Linked DNA regions of Zea mays: region 2 is linked to region 1. The links are chromatin contacts, called in public Hi-C maps. All regions are on one chromosome and are shown on one strand. Each heading gives the region's core, a stretch centred on a gene start, on an enhancer-like site or on the middle of the called end of the contact. The rest is flanking DNA. Distances are from core to core; before and after follow the strand shown.

Evidence for each region. A called contact is a pair of places that touch in the nucleus more often than the background predicts.
Region 2: a contact with region 1 is called in a Hi-C map of leaf, with 5 times the contacts expected there. The contact joins the promoter of LOC100281726 here to the promoter of LOC100381654 in region 1. A contact is called at or near these places in 2 of 25 Hi-C or Micro-C datasets (both in leaf).

Annotation. Positions count from the first base shown.
Region 1 is chr5:1,936,519-1,942,460 of Zm-B73-REFERENCE-NAM-5.0, forward strand. LOC100381654 (Translocase of chloroplast 159 chloroplastic) reads right to left here and starts at 3,113. Exons shown (of 2, transcript XM_008645727.4): 1 at 1-3,113. The coding sequence starts at 3,015.
Region 2 is chr5:2,136,735-2,142,937 of Zm-B73-REFERENCE-NAM-5.0, forward strand. LOC100281726 reads right to left here and starts at 1,307. Exons shown (of 4, transcript NM_001291541.2): 1 at 1,041-1,307. The coding sequence starts at 1,220. LOC103625739 (Chaperone DnaJ-domain superfamily protein) reads right to left here. Exons shown (of 10, transcript XM_008646140.3): 3 at 6,047-6,176; 4 at 5,478-5,932; 5 at 5,279-5,359; 6 at 5,095-5,187; 7 at 3,432-3,590; 8 at 3,240-3,326; 9 at 3,004-3,075; 10 at 2,107-2,760. The coding sequence ends at 2,437.

The sequences.
Region 1 (5,942 bases), core at 1,863-4,362:
AGCCACCATGGAATTTCCCAAAAAGGTCATGGATAAACCACCAGTAGTGATGTTTTTCTTGAAGTTTTTAAATTTGGTCTCCCCTCTGAGGGTGTAAGAAAGCTGGTTCATAATTGTTTGGATGTCAAAGCCTGCCAGGCTCGAGGCATAATCTCCATGCTTAACTGACATTGAGGAATCCAAATGGATGGTAAACTCTCTCTTGTCCTTGTTAACTTGAACCCACAGAGATGCTGGATATTTGTTAGCAACATCATGGCTGTGTTGGACACTCACACCATCAAATCCAAAATCATGATCCCATCCATCAGGATTGTAAACAGCACGCACCAGAAGGTTTGGTGTAGACACAGGGCAACGATAGCGGTACACAGGATCATCAGAATCAAATGAAGATGGCAAGGTCCATTCTGGCATAGGATATCTATCTGTATCATATCCATCATCGGGATGATCATCATCAGAAAGTATATCATTATCATCACCCTCTTTCTTCTTCATTTCCTTAAATCCTTTGAGCTGTTCCTTCAGCTGCTTCTTCTGAAGCAGCTTAGTTCGGTAATCAGATTCATCAAAATACAAAATCTGTTGCTCCTTGGAGAGTTTTGCAACCTGGGATTTACTTAGTGGCTTGAAGGGAGGAAGTTGATCATAGTCATCTTCATCCTCTTGGTCCCCATTCAACAATTCATCTAGGTAAAAATCTGAGTCCACACTCACAACATTATGGTCATTGGAACGCTTAGGGTGCTCTCTAGATTTCAACAAAGATGATAAGAAGTAAGGAATTGGAGGCACTTGGAGAAGGCGGCCTAAGAAACTTGCAGAAGAAGCACGGCGGGTTGAGAGACTGTCAATCTCAGCAATCATCTTTAGTGAGAAGCATAGGAGGAGGAGGAGCCGCCTCCAGATAAGGCCATCAGGAAGCATCTTTTCACCTTCTGCGTTCCTCCGACACAGATGATGGTTCTCCACAAGAGCCACAGGATTCTGAATTTGAGGATCATTAGTTATCTGCCGGATGCTTTGCTGAATGGCATGAGTTCGACGAGACACAACCATATCATAGTTCACTTCCAAACCATTAGGGCCTTCAGGGGAAGCTGCTCCTGAGTGAGTGAGAGTAATAATTGTTCTGGGCCATATTGACAGGCCTAGCACACTGGTAATGCATCGCAAGAGGGATAGGCTATTTGCCTCCTCCCGCGGTGTATCAAGCCTATCAACATACAGAATAATATCTGGAGGGCATCTCTTCATATACTTCTTCACAGCATTGAGCATTTTCCTATTTGATTTTTCATCCTCGGCTGAAGTCCCAAGCCCAGGGGTGTCGACGACATGAAACTTAACACCATTAACAACTCCATTAATCTCCTTCACAGATGATGTTGCCGGTAGAAAAGCATTTGTTTTGGATTTATCTTCCCCGAAGATGGAATTTATTGTTGCACTTTTCCCAACTCCAGTCTTCCCAAGGACCAAAACATTGCAGGAGAATTCAAGGTTCTCAGTTCCCTCTGCCTCACGCTGCAAAGCCCTCTTCCAGGCATTCTCGATCTCTGAGGAATGGTTTGTCATCCTTACGCACCTGAAACTTTCAACAAGACTAAGCCGAAACAACACTTGTACTGGTACCTGATGGTTAGTATCATACCCCAATCTATGAACAAGACGCATGTATTTGATTCGTGCCATGTCCACCTTTCCGTAAATCTTCTTTTCCTCATCGGTCATCTGTTTCTCAGGGTCAGCGATTGCTTGTGGCACAGGAGCAGAAGCCACGTTCATCCTAGCATTGCTGGCTAAAGTGGGAGGCAGATCCCTAGGTTCAGAAGATTCAACTGGGAAAACCTTGGCCTTGCCTTGTTCAGGCGAGCTGCTTGCAGCTCTTAGAAGCTCAATTAAAGCTGTATGATCAAAAAGCTCGTTCTCCTTTCCATTCATCTCTTCTTCATATTCATCATCACCGTTGATCTCTGCATCATCTGAATCATCCGCAACAAAGCGTGCGCCTATGGAAGTAGGCACGTTGTTCTCCAGTTCTTTTGCAAGTTCCACAGCATAGTCACTTGAAGAGATTGGCATGGATGTAAGATCGTCGGAACCTTCATGATCACCATCAGCTTCATCATCTACACTATCAAGAACTTGCATGGCATCAGATATGACATCTCCTGTGGCAGCATATTCAGGACTAGCATCAAGCTTGGCTGCACTACCTACTGCATCGCTGCGAAGCTCGGCAGCAGCCTCCTCTCCTTCTGTACCAGTAGCAGTAGCACTGGGAATAGGAAGCGATTCAGCAGCCTCACGATCAAGCATCCCCTCCAAAGCATCCACAATGACGAGGCCATCTACCCCAGCAACAGGCATCAGTAAAGGCCCAGACGCCGCGTCATTGACAGCCTGCTCCCCCTGCTTATCATCCTCCTCATTCAGCACGGTGCCATCTGAAACGATCACCGAATCACCTGACGCAGCAGCCTCCCCGCCGTTGTGCGCGCCAATGCAGCTCCCAGATTTGAGGAAGCTGCCACCCAGCGAACCCTCGACGCCATCCAACCCATTCTTGGCGCTCACGAAGATGCCCCCCTCCAGCGGCTCCTCCGCGGCGCCCAAGCCGTCCCCGCCCTCGGCCTCGGGCGCCTCCGCAGCGGCGATCCCCGCCACCCCGCCGCCGGGGACCAGGATCGGGTCCTCGGACGTCGGCGTCGGCGGCACCCTGGCGACGCTGAAGAAGAAGCCGTTGGACACCTCCTCCGGCAGGTCGACGTCCTCGCCGGAGCTGGTGGTGTCATCGAAGGACTCGCTGACGTCCTCCTCCGTGGACGAGAGCTGCGCGGCGATCCGCGGGGCGACGAGCACCGCGGCGCGCGCGTACAGCGGTAGCGGCGTGGAGGCGGCCGCGGGCGAGAGCGGCGGGGAGGAGGCCGCCGAGGAGAGCGAGGACGCCGTGGACGCGTCGTCGTCGTCGTCCAGCGGGGACAGCCGCGCGCGCACCAGCAGCGCCATGGCGGCGCGGTAGAGTCGAGTCCTGTCCTTGTCAAATTTGGATTCTCTAGAGTTGGGAGGCGAGGCTTTGAGGAGGGTTGGGTTGGATTCCGATTCGGTTGGGCTTCGCGGTGTGGGTGAGGTCAGCGCGGAAGGCACGCGGATGCCTGAGGCCCCGGCAACAGTTCTTAGGTCATTTTTAATTGAGGATTTTATTGCAGTGTTTCTAACACTGGCATTCAAACAAGGTTAATAATATGGTTTTTTATAAAGTGGTTAGTTTTGTTGGTGTCCTCATTTTTACTCTTAATATGGTTTTCTCAATTTTGCCTTTCCATTGCTATAAAACAGAATGACAAAACTAAGTAAAAAATATAGTTAATAGTAAAAATGAGGAAGATGACAAAACTAAAGGTATGAATTTAAATATAATATAGCTCATCCTTAGCTATAATAGTTAGCTCTTTACTCTTGATATATGACCTACTTGACTAAAACTGTCTCTAGTAGAACGTGAAAAATAAGAGACGTGGAACTATATATGGTAATGTTTGACACTGATTGAAGAGAGAAGTTTGAAATATGGGATATGCTTAGGGATGGCAATCGGGCGGGTAGTACACTAATATATAGTTCGTGAATCCATGCCCGCGAGACAAAACTCAACACATACTTGTATCCATAAACGTTCGTGGGTATGGATTCGTATCCATACTCGTACCCGCCGGGTATCCACTATCTGATAGATACCCGTTACCCGTCCGCCCACTACAATTTTAGCATTCAACACCAAACAATATTTTTATCACATTTCAAAATAATTATCATTCCAGCAGCATCAAATAATGATTTCAGCACCAAACATGTCATGGATAAAAATTGAAAAATGAGAATTTATGATAATATATTAAATTCGGATGGCCCACATGTAAGATATTCATTGGGTAACGGATATGGATACTATATATCTATACTCGAGAAAAAATTATCCGCGAATACCTTATTATATCCATAATCATACCTGCAGATATCAAATTCCACCATACTAATATCCAATGGATAATTATCCACAGTTATTTACTCATACCCTATACATTGTCATCTCTAGATATGCTAAAGATAGCCTAATCTGGTTATAAGTTTACGGTTCGCTTCCTCGCTCTCCCATCTTCTTTCTCCTTCACTTTAGCATTTCAATATACTCTTATTATACTTGATATTTCAATATTTATCCAAGAAAAACTCGGTCATATATCTCTTCATTAAATTACATGGCATATCATTCTGTTTGCTTAGATGGCATGTCATTTAATGAGAATGAAACTCTCACTCAAAATGGCCTTAGATATTATTCCTTTCGTTCCAGTATATAAATATCAATAAATGTATTTAATTCTTTCTATATTACTGCATCGATGTAACCATGTTTAGAGAGATCATGTCTTATATTATGAGATAAAAATAAAAAGTAGTTAGCCTTATATTCTAGGACGGAAGGAGTAGCTGGTTTAGCTAATAATGGCTATTTAAAATGTATAGCTAGCTAATAATTGATTGGTCCATTAGCTAATCCATTTTAAACTCTAATAGTTTTAGAGGCTAACCTCTAGAGCTAATTGTTAGTCGGTTAATATATTGTTAACTGGTTTTAGCTGGTATGAACGGCTAACAAATAATAGCTGGTCTATTCTAATTGGTCCATTAGTCATTTAAAACTTGTCGGGGACCATAATTAGGGGTATCCTCAAGGCTCCTAATTCTCAGCTGGTAACCCCCATCAGCATAAAGCTGCAAAGGCCTGATGGGTGCGATTAAGTCAGGGATCAGTCCATTCGAGGGACTCGATCACGCCTCGCCCGAGCCTAGCCTCGGACAAGGGCAGCCGGCCCCGGAGGATTTCCGTCTCGCCCGAGGCCCCCCTCCAGCGGCGAATATATTTCCGGCTCGCCCGAGGCCCCGTCTTCGCCAAGAAGCAACCCTGACCAAATCGCCGCACCGACCGACCAAATCGCAGGAGCGTTTAATGCAAAGGTGGCCTGACACCTTTATCCTGACGTGCGCCCCCAGCCGGCAGAGCCGAAGTGACCGCCGTCACTTCGCCGCTCCACTGACCGGCCTGACAGAAGGACAGTGCCGCCTGCGCCGCTCCGACTGCGGTGCCACTTGACAGAGTGAGGCTGACAGGCAGTCAGGCCCGGCCGAAGGCACCATAGGAAACTCCGCTCCGCCCGACCCAGGGCTCGGACTCGGGCTAAGTCCCGGAAGACGGCGAACTCCGCTCCGCCCGACCCAGGGCTCGGACTCGGGCTAAGTCCCGGAAGACGGCGAACTCCGCTCCGCCCGACCCAGGGCTCGGACTCGGGCTAAGTCCCGGAAGACGGCAAACTCCGCTCCGCCCGACCCAGGGCTCGGACTCGGGCTAAGTCCCGGAAGACGGCGAACTCCGCTCCGCCCGACCCAGGGCTCGGACTCGGGCTAAGTCCCGGAAGACGGCGAACTCCGCTCCGCCCGACCCAGGGCTCAGACTCGAGCTAAGTCCCGGAAGACGGCGAACTCCGCTCCGCCCGACCCAGGGCTCGGACTCGGGCTAAGTCCCGGAAGACGACGAACTCCGCTCCGCCCAACCCAGGGCTTGGACTCGGGCTAAGTCCCGGAAGACGACGAACTCCGCTCCGCCCGACCCAGGGCTCGGACTTGGGCTCAGCCCCAGAAGACGACGAACTCCGCTCCGCCCGACCCCAGGGCTCGGACTCCGCCCTGGCCTCAGCCGACGGTCTCCGCCTCACCTGAACCAGGGGCTCGGACTCGACCTCTGATAGTCGCCTAGAGGGGGGGTGAATAGGGCGAAACTGAAATTTACAAATATAAACACAACTACAAGCCGGGTTAGCGTTAGAAATATAAACGAGTCCGCGGGAGAGGGCGCAAAACAAATCGCAAGCAAATAA
Region 2 (6,203 bases), core at 57-2,556, 200 kb after region 1:
TTTGGGAAGGAAACTTAAAGAAGGTTACACAGATTGACGTGCAAACAGAACCTCCTAAGAAATATCATGGGTCCTGGTACATACCACGGCATGGCGTTACTAGTTTATTTTGGGAAGGAAACTTAAAGAAGGTTAGCACAGATTGACGTGCAAACAGAACCTCCTAAGAAATATCATGGGTCCTGGTACATACCACGGCATGGCATTACTAGTTTATTTTGGGAAGGAAACTTAAAGAAGGTTAGCACAGATTGACGTGCAAACAGGACCTCCTAAGAAATATCATGGGTCCTGGTACAATAGCCATTCGGAAATTATGAGATGTTCATGTGCTTGCTTCCATTTGTAGTAATATAAAAATAGCGTTAGACTCCCATTCGTGATGCAGTTGATTCGTAAGTGCAATGGAAGTTAGACTTCCTACTCGTGTAGCAGCCGATTCTTACGTGAAATGGCCAGGGGTGGAACCAGCGGTTAGTTTTTGTAGGCAGCCAACTACCCTAGAATTTGGTCTAAAAACAAACTACTTCTCAGCGTTTAGACCCAAGGAAACAAATCTATACGACTTGCAACCTAATTTGATGATTTAAATGCATTATGAGATATTTTGGTTATTTTCTGCTCATTTAATTGATAGAAATTATATATGTGTGGTACCAAAATATACATGTTATTACGTATCAAAAAAAATTATCCTTGACTACCTAGTTTCAAATCCTAGGCCCGCCACTGGCAATGGCAGTAGTACTGATACGAGATTTTGCACTGAACAACACGTTTTGTTAGCTCTACTTAACGCAGTATATGTTTCGTTGATGTATCAGGATTCAAACAAGCAAAATTGCACATGAGCTAGCTATATCACGATTCAGGTAAATTTACAGGGAAAACTTTAGGTGAAACATGACATCTCCGCAAAGAAGGTAAACTGCACGAAATCTGAAACCACCGATGCCTGATGGACGGCCACATCCTCCAGCTATTCCTCACTAGAGAACCACAGAGGAAGCAGAGGGCGGGAAGGAGGAGATTAAACGTACGGATTGGACACGGGATGAATCGAGCTGCCGGTCCTCGACATGATCAGTGAGCTTGTCGAGCGCCTTGCTCTGCTGCTGAAGGTCCTTGGAGTCCACCGCGCCCTCGCCCTCGGCGGCACCGGCCCCCGCGGCCGCAGCGGCCGCAGCCACCGCAGCCTTCTCGTCGCCCGCCGCACCCATCGCCGTCTAAAACCCTAATCCGGATCTACTTTTCTCCGATGAGACGAGTGTGTGCACTGTGCCACAGGCGGCTGACGAGATGGCCGTGCGCTTCTATTCCTACATCCGGGCCTTAAGATTCGTGCATGATTAGGTGTGAACCGCGAGAGGTTACTGGGGATAAAAACAGCGAGAAATTTTAAAGTTTACTTGCAAGATTAAATATAAAAGATTTAAATCTCTTCAATTCAAATCGTTTGCCACTTTGTTCACGCATAGCTAAGGGTCTTCATCACTTGATATTTTTTAGAATGTCCATTTTGAACATTTGACTTGTGCCAAGGTTTGAAGTCAATTAAACCTTTTGAGTTGATTTTCCAAATTGACATACATCACTGGATTAGTGTCTCGATTGAATGCAAATAAACTTATTCCTTTACTTTTATCTAGGTTCATCGGTTATCAAGTCGTTACTTGTCCTTCACCTTTTGTACCTCAAAAGACTTTCTTGCTATTTTCATCATTTAAAGTTTAAAATGCATTGTCAGTGCTTTCAATCACAAATTGAATATTATTTCCATTTGCATTTTTTTTCTACTTGAACTAGATTGTTTCCATTAATATTTTCACATGCTTTGACAACTAGCTTTGATATACATTTTTTGCAAGCTTTATATTATTATGAGACTAATACCTATGCAAAACCTCGTCTCTCATTATTCGATAACACACTTGCTTGCAAATTCTCGTTTCATAATTACTGCAAATTCTTGTTTGTCTGTAATTTGTAGTCTACCACAACATTATGTAAGCGTTTTGCCTCATTTCCCCATTCCCCTAAAAACAAGGTCGTTGAGGCGTGGCTTAGCCATGCTAGAATCAATGAAATCCAGGTAGGGATTCCCCATGACAGTCAAAAAAAACTATCTTTAATCTTGCAAATTCTTGTTTCGTAGTAACTTGCTTTATAACATTTTTTTTGCTAGCAAGTTACCGAGGGCCAGGACGATATATTAAGATCCGACAACATAATGAACCAGGATTTATAATGGCCATTTAACAGCCGTCAGCACCCCATGATGAACAAGGATTTACAGTGGCCTCTCGTTAGGAACCATTTAAGCCAGGGACCGATTTTTCCGAGTTGTATTTACATACCCAAAACGCTTATTCTGTTTGTTTCTTTTTTTCTCTGCCCCGAGAAGTGATCACCAGACCCCAGCCTGCTTTGCTTTGATTACCACTGTTTCTTTCCTTTCTTCTTTTTCCTACTATTGTTGTTGCTGCTGCTGCTACCGCTACTCTTGGCATTGCTTCCGTTACCAGGAGAAGTCGGGTCGCCTTGTGCCCCGAATGTAGTTTCAAACATTCCAGAGTTGACTGCATTCTGGAACCACTCGAAGAACTCTTCCTCGTTGAGTCCTCCTCCATCCATGTTTACACCACTTGGGGCCTTACCAGCCCTCTGCGTTGAGGTACTCGCCTTGCCACTGCTCTGCTTTGCCATGTTGGCATTGACATGGAAGGTTGCCTTGTGAGTGTTCGCCGGGCATCTCATTCCCTGGAAAAACAAATTCTCAAATATCAAATCACGTATCCACTACTACTCTGTCTGCTTTCATGTTCGAGAAAAGAGAAACTTCTTTCTGCGAACAAAGCAGAGCCAGAGTTTTTACACCTCTGTATGTGTTTGCAAACAACAGAGAGGGTAACAAAGTAATAATGATGACCCTTCATGCAGAAAAAGCAAATGTTTGTGCAAAAAAAACAGATCTGATTTTTTATTGAAAAAAATCTGAATCACCTGACAGTTGAACCACTCAGTGACATCAAATATGTAGCTTTCTGCGCAAACATATGCATGAGGTAAATCAGGCTGCAAAACAGAATACATCATATCATGTCAGTCACAACATATGCATGTAGGTCTTATGCTTGACGCATATAACTGCTCTAGAAGTGGTGCACAAATACATCACTTTATTTCCTGAAAAGAAGTTTATGTTTTTAAAAAGCAAGATCAAATAATTTTGCATTTACCTTCTGCAGCATGCCAAATAGAACAGGTTGAAAGGACTGTTCAACCCATCCATCGCCATCTTTAGCTTGATGGAACTCCTTGCAGTCCTGGAATATAGAAAACAAGTTAGTTAATTTAAGTCATTTATTACTAGCACGGTATTAGAAAATAGAAATCACCCATTTCACATGTCAAAACTCAAAAGAAAGCACCTGACACCATCTAGCTTGTGATTTAGCTCTTCCAGTATAAATCCAAAGATGAAAGTCGCTGCACTTTTTACAAGCTATTCTTCTGGAAAGACCATAAGGACCTTCATCAACACCTTCTGAAGGGCTGAACCCATGTTGGAAAGTACTGTTTCTTCCATTCTAGAAGAATCAGAGAAATCATGCCAATCAGAAATGTGATGAATTAAACCCTTTCAAAAGATAAAATAAAGCAACAAACAGGATGGTCCAATGTTTGCACATTCAACAGTAGAGTTTCCATGCAACATATAGCATAATAACTAAAAAAAACTGGGCCGGGGAGGGAAATACCGCCCTCCCGGTTTTCTAATAAAGAAACCGAACCATGGTCCCGGCCAGAAAACCCCCGAACCCTGCCCTCCCGTCACTAACGGGCCGTCTCAGGCTGTCCACACTGCAAAGGCCCACCCAGGCCCGAGGAGCCACAGCCGAGACGCTCCCCGAGAGCGGGCAAGGGACAGCGAGGGGATTTTTTTTTTGAAAAATCGGGAGTTCGAACCCCCGACCTGGTGAAAGGGCAACACCACCTCCACCACTCGGGCTAGCACCCGGTCCTCATAGCATAATAAGTACAAGTAAAACGAAATCCACCTTAGTCTATAGATAATGTCTTTCGATGTCAGATTTTTTATCTTATAGGTATCCTTCAGTGAATGAACCTTATAACAATAAAATTTTGTGTTTTTATAAAGTTTGACAAAAAATACAAACGTGAGACAAAAAAAATACAGTTTTATAGCAGGATTTATCTAGACTTATTTCAACATCCTAATCGTCTATGAAAAAAATTAACTAATTTTCAACAGCACTTAACAAATAAGCACAATGCAGTAAACAAAAATGGACCCATGATATGTCGGATAAAACTATTCCAGGATCCAGCAAAACTTTCCTGAAAGATACATTGAACAAGCTGCTCCCAAATTCCCATTGAAACCAAGAACTGTTTAGAGCGGTGTTTGAGGACACCTAGAACTCTAGAAGTAACAATGTTTTCGTCTAACAAACAAACCCACTAACACGTGCAACTGAAAACACTAGTGATAACTGATAAACTATATAATTCCTGGATAAATTCAACTTTAATGGCTGTCCATGAACATTTATGGGTAATGTTTTCGAAATTTAAGTACTCCATTGCTGATTGTGACCATATGTAAAATTGAGTTGCACGTCCACAAATGACCAGAGCCAAATATTAATTTGGTTACGCCAGTAGGTGACTTCATTCAATGTAATCCTCTTTTGTGATACTTGGAAGAACATTGAGTTCCAAACTTGCCCAGTGATATAATGTAAATCCATGAATGCACCTAAAAATGAGAACACTCCAAAACTAAACTAGTTCCAAACTTGTCCAAATTTGGATGATTTTAAAAATGAGAACACTCCAAAACTAAACTAGTTCCAAACTTTTCCAAATTTGGATGATTTTTCAGTCTACTGAAAGTAACCAGTTTCCCTACTACAGTCCTCACTGATCAAACTGTAACAGCCTAACAGGCCAGCGGTAGTTGCAGGTAGCTTTAAGAATGCATGCTTGAACTACCTCAAAGTCAAGAATGGACATATACAAAAGTTTAACAAAGCATAAATGGCAATCATAAAAGAAATCTAGTAAGACCTTTTGAGAAACACTCTGCCTGAAGTAGTTCAAGAGGTCTTCCCTCCTCAACTCATCATCATATGTCTTGCGTTTCAGTGAATCAAGAAGAATCTGTGCATTTAGGAAACTCATAATATACATGACCATAACAAAGATACGCCGTGATTGGATCAATGATTATCTTGACAAGGAATATACAAACCTCATATGCATTTTGAAGCTTTTTAAATGCATCAGCAGCTTTATCATTGCCCATATTCTTATCAGGATGGACTAACATAGCCTGCAAAATCAGTAATCACTGTTAACAATGATTACCATGTCACAACTTTGAAAAACATTAATTTAAACTGAAAGGTGACACGTGCAAAATAATGCTTTAGTTCATCTTTTAGCATCACCTTTTTCTTGTATTCTCTCTTAAGAGATGATACATCTATGTTCTCATATCGACGGAAACCTAATGCTGAATAGTGGTCAGTGCAGTTCAGTAAACGAGCCACTTCATCTTCAGAGGTAAGCTCTTTCTCAGGTCCACTTGTTGAAGGATCACCAGGATCTCGATCTGAAGCTCGAGCATATCTGGCTTGGTAGGTGCTATTTGCTGATGGCTGAAATTCTTCAAAGATATTGCCTTGTCTACCAGAGCTTCGCTCTGAGTACCTTGAAGAACCATTGAATTTTTTATTGTCTGCATTGTCCCTTAGGAACTGCACTAGAATATCACTAGAAAAGAAAGATAAGTTGAGGCCCAAAAGCAATCCGAGCCATCCAACATAGCATCTCGCGCAATACATCGAATATAAACAGGCAACAAGAAGAGTTATTCTTTCGCGTTTCAAGAAAAAGAGAACACCTGCATTTTGGAAACAAGGGATGTCATGATTTAGTAATCAAGTAATACTGCATTTACAAACTGTAAATTTGAAATACATCCGAAATAAAATATGAATAAGTTGCAGAATATGACCTCCAAGAATCATTACACAAGTGGTCGTCCAAAAACTTCCATAAAACCATAAGATTACCACTGCAAGCACTGATATAAGCAGGATAGCAAAACCTAGACCTATGAAGGCAAACGCAGAAGCTGCAATCGCCTGAAAAAAGATAGTAGCAAAGATGAA